Linked DNA regions of Anas platyrhynchos: region 1 is linked to region 2. A link is a contact called in public Hi-C data. All regions are on one chromosome and are shown on one strand. The core of a region is the stretch at or near the end of the contact, and the rest is flanking DNA. Distances in the headings are between cores, read along the strand shown.

Region 1 (2,700 bases), core at 74-2,573, 120 kb after region 2:
TGGAGGGCATTATGTCTGTTTGAATAGCCCCAGACACAAGCAATGTCAGACTTCTTTTTGTTGTGTGCCCAAAATATTTGCTAATCTATTCGAAGATGGCATAGATATGTTTCCATATCTAACTACTTGGATGGCTTTTTCTTCCTTAATGCTGCTGTAAATAAATCGACAATATGAAACAGTCTCAAGTGCACACTGCCTGCCACAACCTCCCATTTGATGAAAGAGATGGTTTGACACTTCCATTCCTTCACAAATTTGTTACTCCTTATAAACCCCGAGTGCTCTCATTTGTTCTTTCCCATGCCACATCATCCCTTCCCCTTCCTTATAGCTTCATGGGACTTCCACATCACTCCCTCCTGCTCCTTATAAATTCCTCTTGCATCCTACAATTATCACTGCATGCCACAACAGTAATATTAGCATGGTGGATAAGTGTCTCAGGTTTATGGTGACTTCAGCAAAGTTATTGTGAAATCTAAATAATATTTCTCCAATTTTTAATTTTCTTAATTGACAGTAGTTTCATCTGCCCATTCTGGCACACGTCATAAGTTGACCATCATGATGCTAGACTACAAGCCTCCTGGTATTTACCTTTCTCTTGATGGGGGAAAAAGTGGTGTTACTCAAGATCTGTGATTATCTGCTTGATCAGGCATCTTTGACTGCACTGACTATCAGGACTTCTTGGCTTTTCAGCCCTTTCCTTTGGTCTTTTCATGCATACAGATTTTAGGCTCTCTCACTGTCTCTATAGCCATGCGAACAAATGAGAATAAATATCCTTCTGTGTGCAAACGTGTGTATTGTCTATGGAAAACAAGTGCTTTATCAACTGAAGAACAGGAGTCTACTTTGTAGTGCCTGTGTGTACATGTGTTCCTTAAAAAGGCTCAAGTTTAAGCAATAAAACCCCTTTTAAATAATTGGTTTTATTCAGAGGGATCAGCTGGGACATCTCGAGCTAGGCTTCTCCTGAGACCGTCAGATGAATAAGTCAGTGAGAAATAAAACTATCTCCTTTCTAGGAGTGGTCTCTTCTCGTGAAAGCTTTTAGCCTTAACACCGTGTCAGGGCCACCAGTTTTCTCAAAAATCCCTTGGTACATGTAATTCTTTCATCTGCCTCGCTGAACAGCAGACCCTGCCATTCGGCGACTGGCATCGCTTAACTCACATTTTCTTAATCTCTCTACCCTGATGCTGGCATAAGCAGCAGCCTTTTCTTTGCTCTCTTGGCATCTTTGTGCTCAGCTGGCTCCTGAGATCCGCCCTCAGACCCCACCAGGACACACGTCTGTCCAGCCCCCACCTCCTTCCCTTTGCAAGGTTAAAACCGACCCAGCAGCTGCACCTCCCTCCCTGCTGAGTCCTGCATGGGGCAGAAGGAGCAGTCTGCACCCATTCACACTCTCCTTGACAGGGCTAATGACAGGGAACCAGAGAGTGTGAATATCTACACCAAATATTCACATGAGAGAAGTGAAGAAAAGCAGCAGCGAAGATGAAAAGCAACTGGTAAGAGAACAAGTGGGATTTAGAGAAATCTGTAAATAAGAGATTAGAACAGTTAAAGCTGTCTTTGCCAACTGCCTTCTTTGTTGTTTGTTTTTGCGACGGCGTTATACGAAAGAAATGGTAATAGCAAGAGTTTGTAGGCATGTTGTATTATAAGGACAAAGATAAAAAGTTCTCGTGTAAAGAAATTGTCTTGTCAAGTCTGTTAGTAAATTCTTACCTCATGGTTTTATACACTTAATATGCATGACTGAGGAGAAAGTCAACAGCAGAATCTGTCAGAAACTATACATTCATACTGGAGTTTGCTTTCTGTTTACAGGAAAATTACAGCTTTCTTGTACGTGTGTAGTTTTCTGGGGTCTTTCGTCTCAGCTACCATCCAGCAACAATCAAGTAAGGAGACAGACTTTATCCGCCTTTCATCTTTCCGTAATTTTGATTGTCAAAATAATTATTCTGAGCTTATTCAAAATTAAAATTCTCTCTAGCTAGCCATCACAACAGAAAGATAGAACTACCTGTGTGTGTCTGTATGTATCCATGTATGTATAGAGAAAGAGGGGAAAAAGTGAGAGCTATGTGTATTATTTTAAATGCACTGTTAGATGTATTTTTTAAGGTAAAGATTAAAATCTGCATATGGGTGGTAGGAACATGACATAAATTCCCCCTCCTCCCTCTCCTCCCCATCTTTCAGTGCTCCTAGTTAGATATTAGTCTGCTATATATGGCAACAAACTGGTTCCACTTTATTTGCTGGGAATAAAATATAAATGGTTGGATGTCTGCCATAAGTCTCATCAAATAATATAGAATGAGGCTATTTCTAAGGTGTAACATGTCAGCTTGAATGTTCCCTTTAAGCCTATGTTGTCAGAAGGAAACCCACATTTATGGTTGAGCCCTTGCAGCACACAAGAGGCTCTCTGTAGGTTAGAAATGTATCTCCTTCCAACTTGCATTCTTCATTCTTCCCCAACCAGACTCTACTAATATTTTCCATATTGACCTGATACTGGACTTGCACAGAATTCTGAAATTATTTGAATAAATGTTTATTTTCTCTTCTTCCTTCCTTAAATTAGGGAAATCAGCTGGGTCTCCACTTCATTGTGGGGCTTCTTGGCAGATAATATTCAGAAAAATTACATTTTAAAATTTGCTTTCTTCAAAA
Region 2 (2,700 bases), core at 162-2,661:
GGAAGTTTTACTCAAGACAAATCTTACATAAAATTCTAAATCTAAATGAATTTCTAGAACACACTGTTAAACATCGCAATACAATGTCAGGTTCCCATCTCCCTCAGGTGAACCTGTTCCAGAAGTGTTCAGTTCACAGTTCAAATAACAAAAGTTAAGTCTGACTGGTAATCTGAACTGCCATCTCATTTGGTATCATATTTCCCAGCATACCATCGAGGCCATGGACACAGACTATAAGATGTATTCCTTCTCCTGAACAGTCATCCTCCTCCATACTGAAGTAAGGTATTGAAGAAGCCAGTTTGAAAACATCACTATACATGAATCCAGGAAGTTTAAGTTGCTTCAACTCTTCTTTAGCCTGGAGGAAACTGGAATGAAACAATATTTATGATAAAATAACATTTACAATGGCCAGGCAAATTTAGGGTATCCTAGGATACAGTTTTTTATTGACTTTTTACTTTTGTCACCTATGTAATTGAAGAATACGAAGAAAAGGTATTCATCAAATTACTGTTTCCACAAAATAACCCAGTTCCTCAAAATACTTTTTCATTTCAGCTTCCTGAAGTCCCCTTTCCTCTGTAACAAAATCTGTACCCTAAGATCAACTCTTCTTTCCTTTGAATATCTCTGCTAACTGTAAAATATTTCTGAAACCATAGAAGATTCTGGTTTAGTTCCAGTCTTGAGTAAGTGACAGCTTTGTTTAACTGCAATAACAACATTAGATCTGGTTCTAATTCCTGTAAAGTCAAGATAAAGATTTCCAGTGACTTCTGATAATTCTTGCCAAATTTAAAACCTATTTGCTAGGTTAGCAGAGTTAGTGCTGAATTGGCTCACTATAAAGCTCCTTTAATATGCTGAGTAATTGTTATTTGCTTCAGAAGAAACTAGATCCAGACCTCTGATCTCTTACCTATTAGGAGAGGACTTACTCTATAGCTTCTATTAGCTGCCCAAGTGCCAGGAGTTCCTCGTGCTTCTCCCTTTCTGAAGTTTCTTTGTGTATGACCTTTCTACAAAGTTGTGCATCAGTTTTCCCTGCAACGCTTCAAACAGCCTTGCTTCTTTCTCTCCTTAATTTGTCTTTTTTACATGACCCCTCAGTATCAACCCATAGTCTGTCCTCTTCTGCCCGTTCCTTGTTTTCCTCTCACTCTGCTTTTTGTTCTCTGGTTCCCCAGCTTTTTCTTTAGCTCATTCCTCACTAACTGGTAAGAGCAAACCTCAATAAAGTCAGCCTGAACAGAGACTGCTGCAGAGAGCTGGTCTTATCTCTCTGCAGCAGTTTACTTAGTTTGTAACCACAGGAATGTTTAATGAATGAGATGTACCCAAGTTTGGTCTCAGAGTGACTGCTTTCCCCAAGGCCAAGTTCTTGATTTTACTCTGAGTGTCCTCTTTCTTTTATCGTTACAGAAAGCCACAGAGCTTTCAACTAGCTTTTCAACCTAGTCCATGGCAGTCCCCGTTATCTCAAAGCTACATTTCTGTCTTCTCACTTCCAATCTTGTTTCCTCCACAACCACTAGATCCTTCCTCCTGCTTACCACAAACTGTCTGGTCTTTATCTCTTTTGTCTGCTGATTTTTCTCCTCATTCCTACTTCTCTTCCAAGCCTTCTTCATTCTGATAGCAACATTTTGCTTCCAGTACAGCACAGCTCATAACGCTGCTGCTTCCCATGTTCCGTTAGCAACAGGGATTATTAGAGAAACTCCTATTTTTGCATCCGGGATCCCCGATGTTCCTCTAAATTTGACCTTCCTGGTACCCACAGTGTAGTGTAATTTAGAGGTGTTACATTTTGGATATTTGAAGTTAAGATTAAAAAATAAGGCTGCAATCTTGGCCAGCATTGCAAAATAGCTTCACAATAAATAGAACACACAGTAAGTTACAGATACTTTTTGCTTTTATGCTTTTAAACTCAAAGCATATTTTTCCGTACGTGCTATTTTAACAGCTTCCATTTCATTAAACACCATTTTTTATGCTCAGTAGCCACTCCAACATCACTTTTCGGTTGAATGCTTATTTTTTAAAAAGGAACATATTAAAGAAACAAGATACATGCATTTTGCTTGAAGTTTGTGAAACCACATGAAATTAAAATGTAAATCATATAAGGAATTATGTGCTAACACATTTTCCATATTAACATCTAAAATGTGATGTTACTTGAATATACAGGATCCACAAGACACTGTCTTGGGGGCACTTGAGCATAACCACATTTCTTTCCCCCTTTTACACTAATTAACATCATTTCTAAAAGCAAATAAACTTTGTTTTAAAACAGTCACTTACGCTAGCATTTGAGGTTTTGGGGAGCTTTCATACCAGGAAACAGATGAAGAAGCTGAGCTGTAGGATGTGCTGCCTGGCTGCTGTGTAATTGCATCAGATTTACTCCTTGAAGAACAGATAACATTGCAAGGAGAGTCTCTCAGAGAAGATGGAAAAGACAGACAACCAGGAGTACAGACGGGAGGCACAGTCATTCCGTCTCGCAGATGCCCGCTATCAATCCTTTCAGATCTCAGGGCTCTTTCTTCTGTTAAACCATGATCCTGGTCAGCACTGGAAGCTCCATCTAATATACCATAGTCTGTTTCTTCATAATACCCATTTTCAATCATTTCTTGATCGTCCTCTTCTTCCTCATCTTGTTGGGAAGAGCAAATA

What was found. Hi-C and Micro-C count contacts between places; a contact is called where the count stands out from the background.
Region 1: a Hi-C map of F1 follicle shows a contact between it and region 2, with 1.8 times the contacts expected there. The contact joins the promoter of COL9A1 here to the enhancer-like site in region 2. A contact is called at or near these places in 4 of 8 Hi-C or Micro-C datasets (F1 follicle, liver, skeletal muscle and 1 more).

The regions. Positions count from the first base shown.
Region 1 is chr3:90,096,867-90,099,566 of IASCAAS_PekinDuck_T2T, forward strand. COL9A1 (collagen type IX alpha 1 chain) reads left to right here and starts at 1,324. Exons shown (of 38, transcript XM_038176103.2): 1 at 1,324-1,523; 2 at 1,846-1,919. The coding sequence starts at 1,510.
Region 2 is chr3:89,980,705-89,983,404 of IASCAAS_PekinDuck_T2T, forward strand. It overlaps FAM135A (family with sequence similarity 135 member A), which reads right to left. Exons shown (of 21, transcript XM_038176079.2): 14 at 2,323-2,700; 15 at 214-374. Among named protein-coding and RNA genes, the nearest start is that of SDHAF4, 27 kb to the left of the region's middle. Within about 2 kb of position 1,412, at least 4 of the 8 cell types and tissues checked have an H3K27ac peak or open chromatin away from gene starts, as enhancers often do. A contact at or near this core is called in F1 follicle, where this site is marked.